Regions from separate parts of the Sus scrofa genome. Here all the other regions are linked to region 4. A link is a contact called in public Hi-C and HiChIP or PLAC-seq data. All regions are on one chromosome and are shown on one strand. The core of a region is the stretch at or near the end of the contact, and the rest is flanking DNA. Distances in the headings are between cores, read along the strand shown.

Region 1 (2,710 bases), core at 127-2,626, 280 kb after region 4:
TTCCACTGATAAATTAAAAAATAAGATGATGCTCATGGGATTGTTGTGGATCCTGGTTGTCTAAAGAAAGCTGGCAGATGTGCTCTGATTTAAACCTGGTTTTCCCAGTTGACTTGGCTGCAAGGAAAGAACAAGGCCAGTGGTGAGTACTAGTTCGGGGCCATATGCTCTCTTCCAGGTCACATCCCTCTCTCCTGCCCCTTCATACTGCATCCTAGCATTTATGAGATCACAGCCTGGAAGATGCTTTGAAGTGGGAAGAGTCAGGATTAGTCTGCTTGCACCTCTCCAGGGGAGCTGGGGCAGCAGAGACTCACGGACTCTTACACAAAATTTTGGGGCCAGATGCATTTCAGAATCTAGAATTTGGGGGTGTAGGAAAGCTCTGTGGTGCATGCATGATCTATTGCACTGGAACCCTCAGTGAGGTTTAATTCAACAACTGTAATAAATAGATGGATGTTTCTGTGGTGAAATCAATATTCTTACTAGGCCCCACAAATAAAGACTATAAATAGCCTAATGTCAGTTGGGATCAGGTTTCACTACCAAACTTGAGTTCAGATCAGGTTAAGTACTGCCACCAAATGAGTGATGAAAAAACCTGTGGGTTGGGAAAATGGACCAGGGGCTGTGGCTGAAGCTGGCACGTCTGCCCAGAGGATGGAACCCTGAGAACAAGCTTGTTTGACTCCACATTGTATAGTTTTGTTTCTTGCCTGCAACCCAGTCCCCTGCTCCCCTCCTATCCCATCCCCCCTCTGCCCGTGGGGAGATTTCCAGAGGGAACAAGCAGAACTCTCACTTCTCTCCCTTCACATTATTCAGCAGCATTTTAATCACCCCCCAGTCCTACCAGATAGGAGCAAGAGCCGAGATCACATGACACTTTGACCCGGAAGGAGGGTTATGGACACGCTGGCCTAATATGGTGACAAGGGACCAGCAAAGGGAGGACGGTATCTGTTTGCAGTTCGCCAGGAAAGGTGACAATTCAGTTATGGAAGATGGGTTTTATGGTTTGCTGCAAAACACCAATTCTGGCTCTTGGGGATGACCAAATTCATTGAGAAGCTGACTCTGAGGATAAAGCTAGATTTAGCTCAAAGTCTCAGGGAATGGTGTTTCAAAGCCAAGCATCATTTCCAAGAATTTGCAACTGTGACTTACCCCAGAGCTCACGGCAAAGCCAGATCCTTCACCCACTGAGCGAGGCCAGGGATTGAGTCCTCATGGATACTTGTTGGGTTCATTACCGCTGAGCCACAACAGCTAGAATCCCTTGAGAGCATGAGGGTCGAGTCCTCATGGGATGAAGCCACTAGACAAGAGCCAGAGAGAGGATGCTGTGGCAGTCACCTCCCCCGCGAGCCGGCAGCCGTCCCTGGGATCCAGGTCCACTCCCCATCCCCACTGCCATCTTTGCCAGTCTTTTCCAAAGGATCAGTGCAATGGAGACATGGCGGGGAGCTGGCAACCTTCAGTGGGCAGCCTGGAGACAGCGCTATGATTCAGTAGACGATTTGCCAACAAGAGGAAAGAATGACAGGGTTGGCCTGAATCTGACAATTCATCAGACTTTTTATTGAACACCTATTATGAGCTAGGTGCTAGCCACTAGCAGACTAATGGGCTCATCAAGTTCACAGATCTTCCCGCAGAGTATTCTGAGCCAAGGGTAGAGAGAATTAAAGGCATTTCCTCATTCTCTATGGTAAGACTGTACTTAACTTGCCAACTTGCCCCATTGGTTCTTCCTCCAGGTGGACCTACAACTGTAGGAGATAAACTGGATCTCCTCCAATCTTGATCAAACAGATCAATAATAAAGTGATTTTGAAGGTTATCATCACTTTTGTCCCCAAGTTATGTCAACCTACTGAGGACTGATTATCTGGGATCCACAGAGCCACCTTTTCTTTCTAGAATGCTGTCTGGCTCATTGCCTGACTCTGGGGTCAGTGCAGTGGTGGGTCTGCTGTTTGTAGAATATCCTTTTTAGAGGATTCTCTAAAGTCAGTAGATTCTAACTTTAGAAAGACAGACCTCATAGGAACCAGGTAGTTTATAATTTTTGTAGAAAACAGTATTTTAAAATTCTACTTTCAAAGCTATCCACCTACCTCCCTTTGACTAACTAAAGCATCTAGGGTTTGAGATAGATTTTAGGAAAAGTCTACATTTTATTTTTCTCATACTCTGATATATGGAGGGAATACTTTTGTCTAATTTGAGCATGAAAAAAAAATAGTGACGTTAATGTGTGTTCTGAAAATTATTAAACTATGTAGAATAAATAAGAGTGAGAAAAAAATAAGACCAACAAAACAGAAATGTTTGAGAAAACTTATGTGGGAAATACGGTCATATTTTTGTAATAAGGAAAAAATATTTATATAGTTAGTCCCTTTGGCCAGTTCTTCTATCATACAATTACCCTCTAATGCATTTAATGCATAAGTTCTGATTTTATAGGTCATATTTTATGACATGGACAGAGTTTTGAGAAGGATTTTTCTACTGAAAGGAATTTATAGTTCATAAAAATATTTAATTTTGAGGAGCCAGCTATTTAAAATCATCTGTACATGTACAAACAATAACAACAACAACCAAAACCCTGACTAAGGGAGGTGGGTAAACGTTGGATCTTTATTTTCAAATATAGGCCCGTTTAAGATGAGCCTGAACAAAGTAGCATTGGGTTGCA
Region 2 (2,700 bases), core at 198-2,697, 450 kb after region 4:
ATGACCCACGCTTCAATGTGCAGCAACACCAGATCTTTAACCCAGGGAGCAAGGCCAGGGATCGAACCTGCATCCTCATGGATACTAGTCAGGTTCTTAACCCACTGAGCCACAACAGGAACTCCAGAGTGGACTGTTATTTTATCCTCAGCATGAAGTTCACAGTAGGCAGTAAATAAACATTGGTCATATTAGTAACAAATGGCATAGGTAATTGTGTTATTAAACACAAAAGTTGGAAGGAAACAGAGCTGTAATCAATATATCTAAAAATATTTGAGGGTCTAGAAATGACAGACCACCAGCATTGGTGAGGGCTGAGGGCTTGTTTTGCTCCTGTTCCAAATACCTTTATGTGTCTAGTCACTTGAGAAACTAATTTGAATGTCCCAAAGATATCAAAAATAATAAAACCAAGCAAAAATGAACAGCAATGACAGAAAAGGAAGTTTTGGATTCAGCACTGTGCTTTGATATACAGTATGTTTATCTCCGTTCCCTCCCAACACCCCACTGAAGCGGCTATATTAAGATAGCACAGTTCTTTCCCATAAAGTACCTCTCCTGGACTAGCTGACTGTTTTACTCTCATGGATGTGTAATTTCACTAAAGCAGAGACAAGGACATCTAGGGCTCTCAGAAACATCCGTGTTTTGTCCAGCAAGAGTGAAGAGGGAGGATTTCTGATGGTAATTATCTTCTGTGTAACAGACTAACTAAGTACCTAAAGAGATAGCCATGAACCTGCTCAATCAGGGGACAGCAAGAGCAGTACTTCCTCCCGAGCATGGACTCGTGGGCATCATGTATGCCTTCCCAACCCCACTAGAGTTACCAGATCAGGTAACTAGGTAGTTATCGCTCTCAATTCTGGGCAGAAAGAAATAAAATCTCATTTTTACACTTCAAAAGAGAGATATTTTTCAACCATCTCAGAGCCAAGGGTTGAAATTGAAATGCTGCTAAGGCAGAAACTGAACCATCACGCCCCACTCCAGAATAGGAAGCCAGCTGAGAAGAGAATTTGTCTATTTTTACAAAAGAAAGATTTCTGGGAGCATAAACCTGTTTGCACACTAAGAACATTGAATTTTACAAACACCAGACGAGGTTTTGGAAGAGGACAAGTCTTTTTTTTTTTTTTTTTTTTTTTTTCACCATTTTCCAAATCATTGGCCACTGAACTGCCTTAATTTGTTCTCCCAGACATCAGAAGATAAACACAAGGAGAGAATGATTACTCCTACTTAGATGAGGGACTGAAAATTATTCCTTTGGCTCTGAGACTTCATTTTATATGTGCACATTTATACCCACTTGCAGCAACATCTAGAAAATTGCTTTAGTTTTAAAAACAATCTGGCAGTCAAGTGGTGCCTCACCCCAGCAAGACTGCTCGTGTGAAGACAGACACCTGGTGGTGAATGTGTAGAACTGCAGGCCAGGACAGAATTCTTTGAGGACGGCTCCCCCTCCACCTCCCACCCCCATTTCCCCTCCTCTTTCTGGGTACAGACTGCTGTTGACCGTGGACATACTGCAGCTGTAGGAAAGTGAGTCTCAAGTTCAAGTCAAGAGATTTCCAGAACAGTTACATCAGCTCCATGAAAGCTCCGGGTCACAAGTTCTCTAAATTATTTAGAAAGCTGAGCAACGGAGCATGCTAACCATTTTTAAAAGCTACTAAAATCGCTCAACCAAGAAGCTGAACAGGAGCCTCAGTGTTTGAGAGTAAAGTTTAATCTCCACCTAAAAAGTTCTGGACTTCCTCTGTCAGGATAATGAGCTTCTGTTTTCTTTGGGGGAATAAAAACGAAGTGTCGATTCCTTTGGCACCACAAAAAAACACACACAAAAAAACAAGCATGTCGAGCTTCTAAATATGGCCCTGCCCCTGAGCTGATCCTGCCTCCATCCAAGTGTTTTTCTCCAAATCGAATCCCCCCAAGAGAAAAACACGTAACTGAAAGACACGGAAAGCCAATCCCTCTTTCTGGTTGCTCCTAGCTCCTAGTTTTGTTCTCTTTAATTTTTAAGTCTGGAGATAAGCTTCTAGAAGCCTACTGAGAGTAGTCCCTGAATTTCCTCGGCATGTACTTGATTTCAGACAGAGGATGGGATCAAATCATGGGCCCTCATTGTCATCTTTGTAGGAGGAAGGGAGGAGGAAAGACGCAGTGCGTCTTCAGGTTGGACCAGGGAGTCTGTTACGTGACACAGGGAAGGGCTGGGGGGGTCTCTGATTTCTCCTGCATCTGCTGATTTCTCAGCTGACTTCCTCAGAGAAAATCCCAGGCACTGCTGCTCCTGAAATGACAAGCTGTGTGGTCAGGATGGCCTTGGTCCAACTTTATCAGGCTTTTGCTGTGTGCCAGGCAGTTTCAAGTCGCATCACACGTGTTTCAGGGGGGCCCTCATGGACACACAGCATCCCGCCCTGGGTCCACCATCCTGTTTCTAAATCACACACACGTACCCGTACACGCCGTAACTCGGAAATAAAGGCCTTCTCTGATAGTCAGAGGCCGACTGCTCCATTTTCCCTTTTTTGGCCGCCCCAGGCCAGGTATCGGAGCTGAGCTGCAGCTGCCACCTCCACCACCACCGCTGCAGCCACACCAGCTCCTAGCCCACTGTGCGGGGCTGGGGATCGAACCTGCATCTCAGTGCTCCTAAGACACCACCGATCCTTTTGCCCC
Region 3 (2,700 bases), core at 96-2,595, 430 kb after region 4:
AAGGTGAACTTATGAAACCAAGGAATTTTCCAGTGAAATACATCGTGTGCCAAACCAAAGCAGCAAAATGGCATCAATTGGTGATCCTAATATGGCCCCAGTGCTGCTTCTCTCTGAGTAAGGGTTAGACATAGAAATGCTACAGCCAAGCTTGGCCTAGTGCGCTGTCATTTCCTGGCCCAGCCCTGAACAATAAGGGAACCCATTGGCCCCAGGGTCAGGAACGGGCCAGTGCAACTTCCCAGATGTCTTACTGTGATAAAATCTCAATAAATCTCAGGCAATACTTTATAAGTTACAGAGAACATTCATATATTTTACCTCCCATGATCCCAATGGTAATTCCTTGTGATGGGCAAGGCTGATGTTCTTATTGCTGTGTCCAGGGGTAGTTAGCACTTAATAGCTATTCATAGCATTGAAGTTGTTGAAGCCACATATCTCAGAACAGTAAAGAATGTTTAATGGTTTCTCCTAACTCAGCCACACTCGGTAAAACTGTGAGGACTTAAAGCCACACCTTATGCATTTTGTCTAATGCTCTTGAGCTTCTTTTCCCCCATTGGCTATTTACACCATCGCAAATGAACTCTTCCTATTGCCCCGTGGACTACAATGGTTTGAACAATCTTCCAAACAGGCTTAAATCTACTGAGTTACATGCTAATGAGAACAAGAGGGAGCTGGATAGGAAGCCGCATGAAGATAAAGGCTTTGGGTGTGGATCAAGTGGTCTTTAAAATAAATACAATAAAAATTATCCTGTAATCAGTAAACAGTAATATAATTAGAATTTTTTTTTCCTATTTACTTCCTTTAACATGCAATGGGCGGAAATGAGAGAAAAAAAAAAAGTCAAGGACTCAATCAAACAGATGGTTCTTGAGTTATTATTTTCCCCTTGATGTTGTTTACAAGAAGAAGAGGCTCGTTTAAGGACACGTGACTCCCAGATTTCAGTGGAACCAGCAGTTCTCTGTGAGAAGGAGAGAGGAAAACAGCGGGAAGAAAATTCAGATCATAAGCTTTTATTATGTGCATTATTATGCCTCATTAATTAACCCAACTGCTGTCCTGGTGACGTTCTGGTCCCACTTTACAGGAAAAAATTAGTCTGGATTGCCAAGTAAAGTAGACAATTACAGGAAGATCAAATTATGCCTACATTGCATTCTGCCGGGGCGTCAAGCCAAATTCATGTCAAATTCATAAGACTGGAATATCCTCACCAAAAACAGCCCTGAAGAACCGACGTCACAAGCCATTTGACGTCTACACAGAGGATGTATTGATCTTGCCCGAGTTTCCTTTCTCAGAATCACATAATAGGCCAAGACCCAGGGCTTTCTGAGCATCGTGTACTCCGTCACACACCAGCTGGCTTGATCCTTTGTTATGTCCCATAAAGCACAATGTGGTGGGGAAAACACCCCCACCTCATGAGCTCCTGGCTCCCATCCTGGCTGGCAGCTGTCACAGCCCTGTGGAGACAGCCTGGACACTGAAAGAGAATAATGGGAACCCCCAGGGTTGTTTTTCCACAGAGAACCCCTCGGTTCATCCATAATTGTGAGGAAGGCTTTTCCATGGAAGAATGACTGCAGCAGAAAAAAAGCCCACTCACTGTCCTGGAATGCTGATGTGTCCAGCACCAGAAATGCTGCCCTGAGGCGAATGGGAAGAATCATGACAAACGCTACCCTGGGGTGAATGGGAAGAATCATGACAGTGCTCCTAAGTGGAGTATATTTACCAAGGCTCAAAAAGGAGAGAAAAATGCACTGTATGACCACTACCGAGCAAAATGTTAAGAGTTTAAGTTTAGAAAGAAAGCTGCTCCCTGATGCCCGTTCTAGGCCATTCCTGCTTTGTGATCAAAGGTGTCCAAACCAAGGCCTTTTTCCAGGTTACTTCCCTGTGAGGCAGAGAGCCCCAACTCAGAGCTTTTCACTTCTCTTTTCTAGAAGATGTGCTGTGCACATAGGTAACATGTTCTGACAACGTTGCTTTGGAAATCAAAGTCCTAATTCATTCCTTCTGATCACGCATCCATTGGACGGGCACTCAATGCTTGGTACATTTACCAGGCACGAGATACTTCCAGGGTAATGAACAGTCTGTTTTCTTTAAGGGCTTCTAAAATAGCCAACCTTACAAATTGAAACCACCCGTATCGTGGCTCCCCAAGGTTCCCTGCTCAGACCTTTTGCCATCTTTCTCTTCCCATGTTCCTTGGCTGCGCTCGTGTGTTTTCACATCTTCAACTTCTGCTTGTTGATGAGCCCCAGGCTTGATTTTAACATCTCAGACTGTCTTCCTCTCTCTCGGGCTGAGACTTGTTTATACTATTTATTGTGGACATCTAAAGATTTCACAAAGTTAGTTTCTTCAAAGCCGACTAATTCCCATCCTCAGAATAGTTGTTCCTTCCCAGTGGGTAGACCTGTTGATACTATCATCTTTGTATTTCTTTTTTTTTTTTTTTTTTAGAGTATAGTTGATTTAGAGAGTTGTTCCAATGTCTGCTGTACAGCATAGCGACCCAGTCATACATGCATAAACATTTTTTTTTTCCTCCTACTGTCATCCTTCAATTCTACCCCAGGAGATTGGATATGGTTCCCTGTGCTGTACAGTGGGACCCCATTGCTTATCCATTCTCAGTGTCAGAGTGTGCATCCTATTTCTTGAATCTACCAC
Region 4 (2,700 bases), core at 111-2,610:
CCTAGCGGGAAAAGAGGAGCACGAGGCGGGCGAGGGGGCGGAAACGCGCCCTTGGGGCCTAGTTTTCTCCCCTCCCGCCCCGTGCTCAGGCCTTGAAATGCTGCAGATGCGGTGGTGGGCCCAGCTGGAAACCCAGAGGGCTCGCCTTCCAGCCCGATCTGCACCCTGTGCCCACCCACAGGATCGCGTCTCATTTTGGGGCCGGCTGCCTGGGGCGAGGCCTAAATGCGGCCCGTTTGGTACAGTGAATTCATGCTTAGGCCAAGGTTTGATGTTTGCAACGGAATTGGAAGTGACACCAGAAAAAGGAGGAAGAGAGGGCTTAAGGCCACCAGATCTACGCTGGCTGGCGCTAGCGACTTTCCCCCAGGGCTGCCAAGTTCTGCAGAGGCAGCGCCCTCGGACCCAAGGCTCGCTGGAATCCACAGCCTTTGCATCTATTGCCGGCGCTGGAGCTTTTGAGGGCGGGTCCAACGACTCAGAAGGCCTTATACATCCTTGTTGGCCTCATTGCCCCTGGGCGCCTCTCCCACCCCAGGTGCTAGTGCAGCAGCAGATCCATCATTTCTTTCCACCTCTGCTGACACCTCTGTCCCGGCTGCCGAGAGCTGGGCAAGAAACCCCTTTAGTAAAAGAGGTAGAGAGAGAGACAGAGGCTGGGTGGGGTGGGTGTTGGGTGGAGGGTGTGCTTGTTTTCAGTGCTGGCTGGTCAGAAGTGATTGATTCGTGATTGATACTTTCCGGGAGAAAGTCAAAAGCTTAAGATGACAGCATCTGCAACCCGAGGCTAGAAACCACTAGAAATGAACTAGCCCAAATTCTGGACTCGAGAGAGGCACAGTAAAGTCATTTGCCTTTCTGGGTTTCTCTTTGGTAAGACCTGTTAACTGAAATGAACTTTTAAAAAATGCCACAGAGGTGCGGAAGTTCTGTTAGAAGATGCTTATTAGGACAATCGAAAACAAAAGCTTTCGTGGTTTCATTATTGTTATTATTTTATTTTCTTCCTGAAAATGTGCAAGAAAAGCTCATCTGGGTGGCCTGTGGTTTGTTTGGGAGAGGGGTGGGGAAACCCGTTAGGACTATAATTTAAAAGAGAACGAATTCTTAAAATAGAGATGTTGATGCTGCAGAAAACCCCCCACTACACGCGCTCTGCGCTCTGAAGACCCCAAGTACGAGTGGAAGACCTCGGCCACCACTGCAGCTTCTCCTGCGACCAGGCCCTGTGGGGAAACAGCCACGGGATTGGGAGCAGTATTTAACCCCAAGGAAATCTGCTCTCGTGGGCACTTGCAAAACTACAGACCCCACGTGATCGGGGATGTGGCAGAGGAGGAGGTAGGGTGACATTTCCTACAAGGTACTGCAGAGGAGCGGACCGCGCGTGCCGCTCTCCCTGTTTCGGACGGCGGCCTGTTTTGTTGTCTCTTAGGCTGGGGGAAGGTTTGGCCGCGTCCGAGGGAGACGTTCGTAGACATCCATCTTATTTTGTTTGAAAAGTTACTCATTCAAATTGTCAGTGCGTGACAGCTCGGAATAAAGCTAATTTGTGGCCGCCCCTCCTCTCTTCCCAGAGGATCTCCGAGGCAGAGGAGCGGACGCGGGGCTGACTTGGGTGGGGCTGACCCAGTGCCGCAGCAATCCCGCGCGAGAGCTCAGGGCAGGGCAGCGTAGGGGCGGGAACTCATAAAAGATGGAGCCTTGTAGGGGACAATGACTCTCGGGATAAAGGCCGAGTGGAGAAAATCAGGCCCCACTTAAGTAAAGAGTTGGGAAACCTAGGGCGCCCCCAGAGTCCCAGGAGGCGGGCCTTGCACCCGCGTTAATTTAGGGGAGCACCAGCTTCCCTAGGCGAGCGCTCCAGGAGCGCTGTGACCAACTCTCCACACCTGGCGCCGGTTCGGAGCTGCCGTAGCTGAAGGTTAGAACACCCTGGAACCTCGGTCGGTCCCGGATCGTACTCTTCGGAGAAGGACGCCCGACTGGGCTCAACCCACGCGGCAGCAGCAAACAGTTTGGCGTGGCTGGGGCGTGGCCGAGGGGGCGGGCCACGCCCCCTTACCCAGTTCCCCTCCACTCCCCGCTCCCATTGGTCACCAGCATGGCCAATGAACGCCCTGATCGAGGTCCTACCCTGGGTCTGACTCGAAAGCTCCTGCCAAAACTTTGGGAGTTTTTAGAGAGGAGTTTTTTTTTTTCTTTTTTTTCCCCTCTTATTACTTTTTTTTTTTAAACTAACGGATTATTATTGTTGTTGTTTTAAATTTATTTCTCAAGCCTTAGCTGTTTGGCTGTTTCTTTCGGTGCCCGGCCCCGTCTCCCTGGCTTCCCTGGCTTCCCTGGCTTCCCTGGCGTGTGCGGAGCCGCGCACCCGCCCGCCCAGCCGCCCGAGCGCCCCTCGCTCGCCTCCAGCCCGCGGGGAGCGCGGGCGCCGAGCCGCCTTTAAAGTGAGGCCAGGGCCCGAGGCTGTGACCGGCTGGGATCCGGGCCTCGCCTCCTCCGTCGGTGGCGCTAGGGCTCCCTGGCTTCGCTTCAGTTCGGACCGAGAAGTGTAAGTGGATCGACCCCGGCTGGGCTGCCGCCCCCTCCTGGACTTAGCGCGCCCCTCTCCGCGAACCCACTCACCCACTCGGCCCCGGCAGGCCGCAGCGGCCGCTGGCCTCACCCCGCCAGGATGTTCGCCGCGGGGCTGGCTCC

Evidence for each region. Hi-C and Micro-C count contacts between places; a contact is called where the count stands out from the background. HiChIP or PLAC-seq counts read pairs in DNA pulled down with a chosen protein or histone mark.
Region 1: a Hi-C map of retroperitoneal adipose tissue shows a contact between it and region 4, with 1.7 times the contacts expected there. The contact joins the enhancer-like site here to the promoter of HLX in region 4. A contact is called at or near these places in 2 of 5 promoter capture datasets (fetal liver and liver), 32 of 47 Hi-C or Micro-C datasets (adipocytes, alveolar macrophages, blood and 15 more) and 2 of 2 datasets of contacts at active chromatin or transcription factors (alveolar macrophages and skeletal muscle).
Region 2: a contact with region 4 is called in an H3K27ac HiChIP or PLAC-seq map of skeletal muscle, with 12 times the contacts expected there. The contact joins the enhancer-like site here to the promoter of HLX in region 4. A contact is called at or near these places in 3 of 5 promoter capture datasets (fetal liver, fetal skeletal muscle and liver), 20 of 47 Hi-C or Micro-C datasets (alveolar macrophages, brain, embryonic fibroblasts and 13 more) and 1 of 2 datasets of contacts at active chromatin or transcription factors (skeletal muscle).
Region 3: an H3K27ac HiChIP or PLAC-seq map of skeletal muscle shows a contact between it and region 4, with 16 times the contacts expected there. The contact joins the enhancer-like site here to the promoter of HLX in region 4. A contact is called at or near these places in 1 of 5 promoter capture datasets (fetal skeletal muscle), 8 of 47 Hi-C or Micro-C datasets (heart right ventricle, liver, mesenteric adipose tissue and 2 more) and 1 of 2 datasets of contacts at active chromatin or transcription factors (skeletal muscle).

Annotation. Positions count from the first base shown.
Region 1 is chr10:10,541,400-10,544,109 of Sscrofa11.1, forward strand. All of the region lies in intron 2 of LOC110255631 (a long non-coding RNA gene), which reads left to right. Among named protein-coding and RNA genes, the nearest start is that of HLX, 280 kb to the left of the region's middle. Within about 2 kb of position 1,377, at least 1 of the 83 cell types and tissues checked has an H3K27ac peak or open chromatin away from gene starts, as enhancers often do. A contact at or near this core is called in retroperitoneal adipose tissue, where this site is marked.
Region 2 is chr10:10,714,659-10,717,358 of Sscrofa11.1, forward strand. The region is part of intron 1 of LOC110255633 (a long non-coding RNA gene); the gene reads left to right. Among named protein-coding and RNA genes, the nearest start is that of DUSP10, 190 kb to the right of the region's middle. Within about 2 kb of position 1,448, at least 24 of the 83 cell types and tissues checked have an H3K27ac peak or open chromatin away from gene starts, as enhancers often do. A contact at or near this core is called in fetal skeletal muscle, liver, mesenteric adipose tissue and 4 more, where this site is marked.
Region 3 is chr10:10,687,281-10,689,980 of Sscrofa11.1, forward strand. The region is part of intron 1 of LOC110255633 (a long non-coding RNA gene); the gene reads left to right. Among named protein-coding and RNA genes, the nearest start is that of DUSP10, 220 kb to the right of the region's middle. Within about 2 kb of position 1,346, at least 19 of the 83 cell types and tissues checked have an H3K27ac peak or open chromatin away from gene starts, as enhancers often do. A contact at or near this core is called in liver and skeletal muscle, where this site is marked.
Region 4 is chr10:10,262,081-10,264,780 of Sscrofa11.1, forward strand. HLX (H2.0-like homeobox protein) reads left to right here and starts at 1,361. Exons shown (of 4, transcript XM_021064336.1): 1 at 1,361-2,700. The coding sequence starts at 2,678. MARC1 (mitochondrial amidoxime-reducing component 1) reads left to right here. Exons shown (of 9, transcript XR_002336192.1): 9 at 2,281-2,387.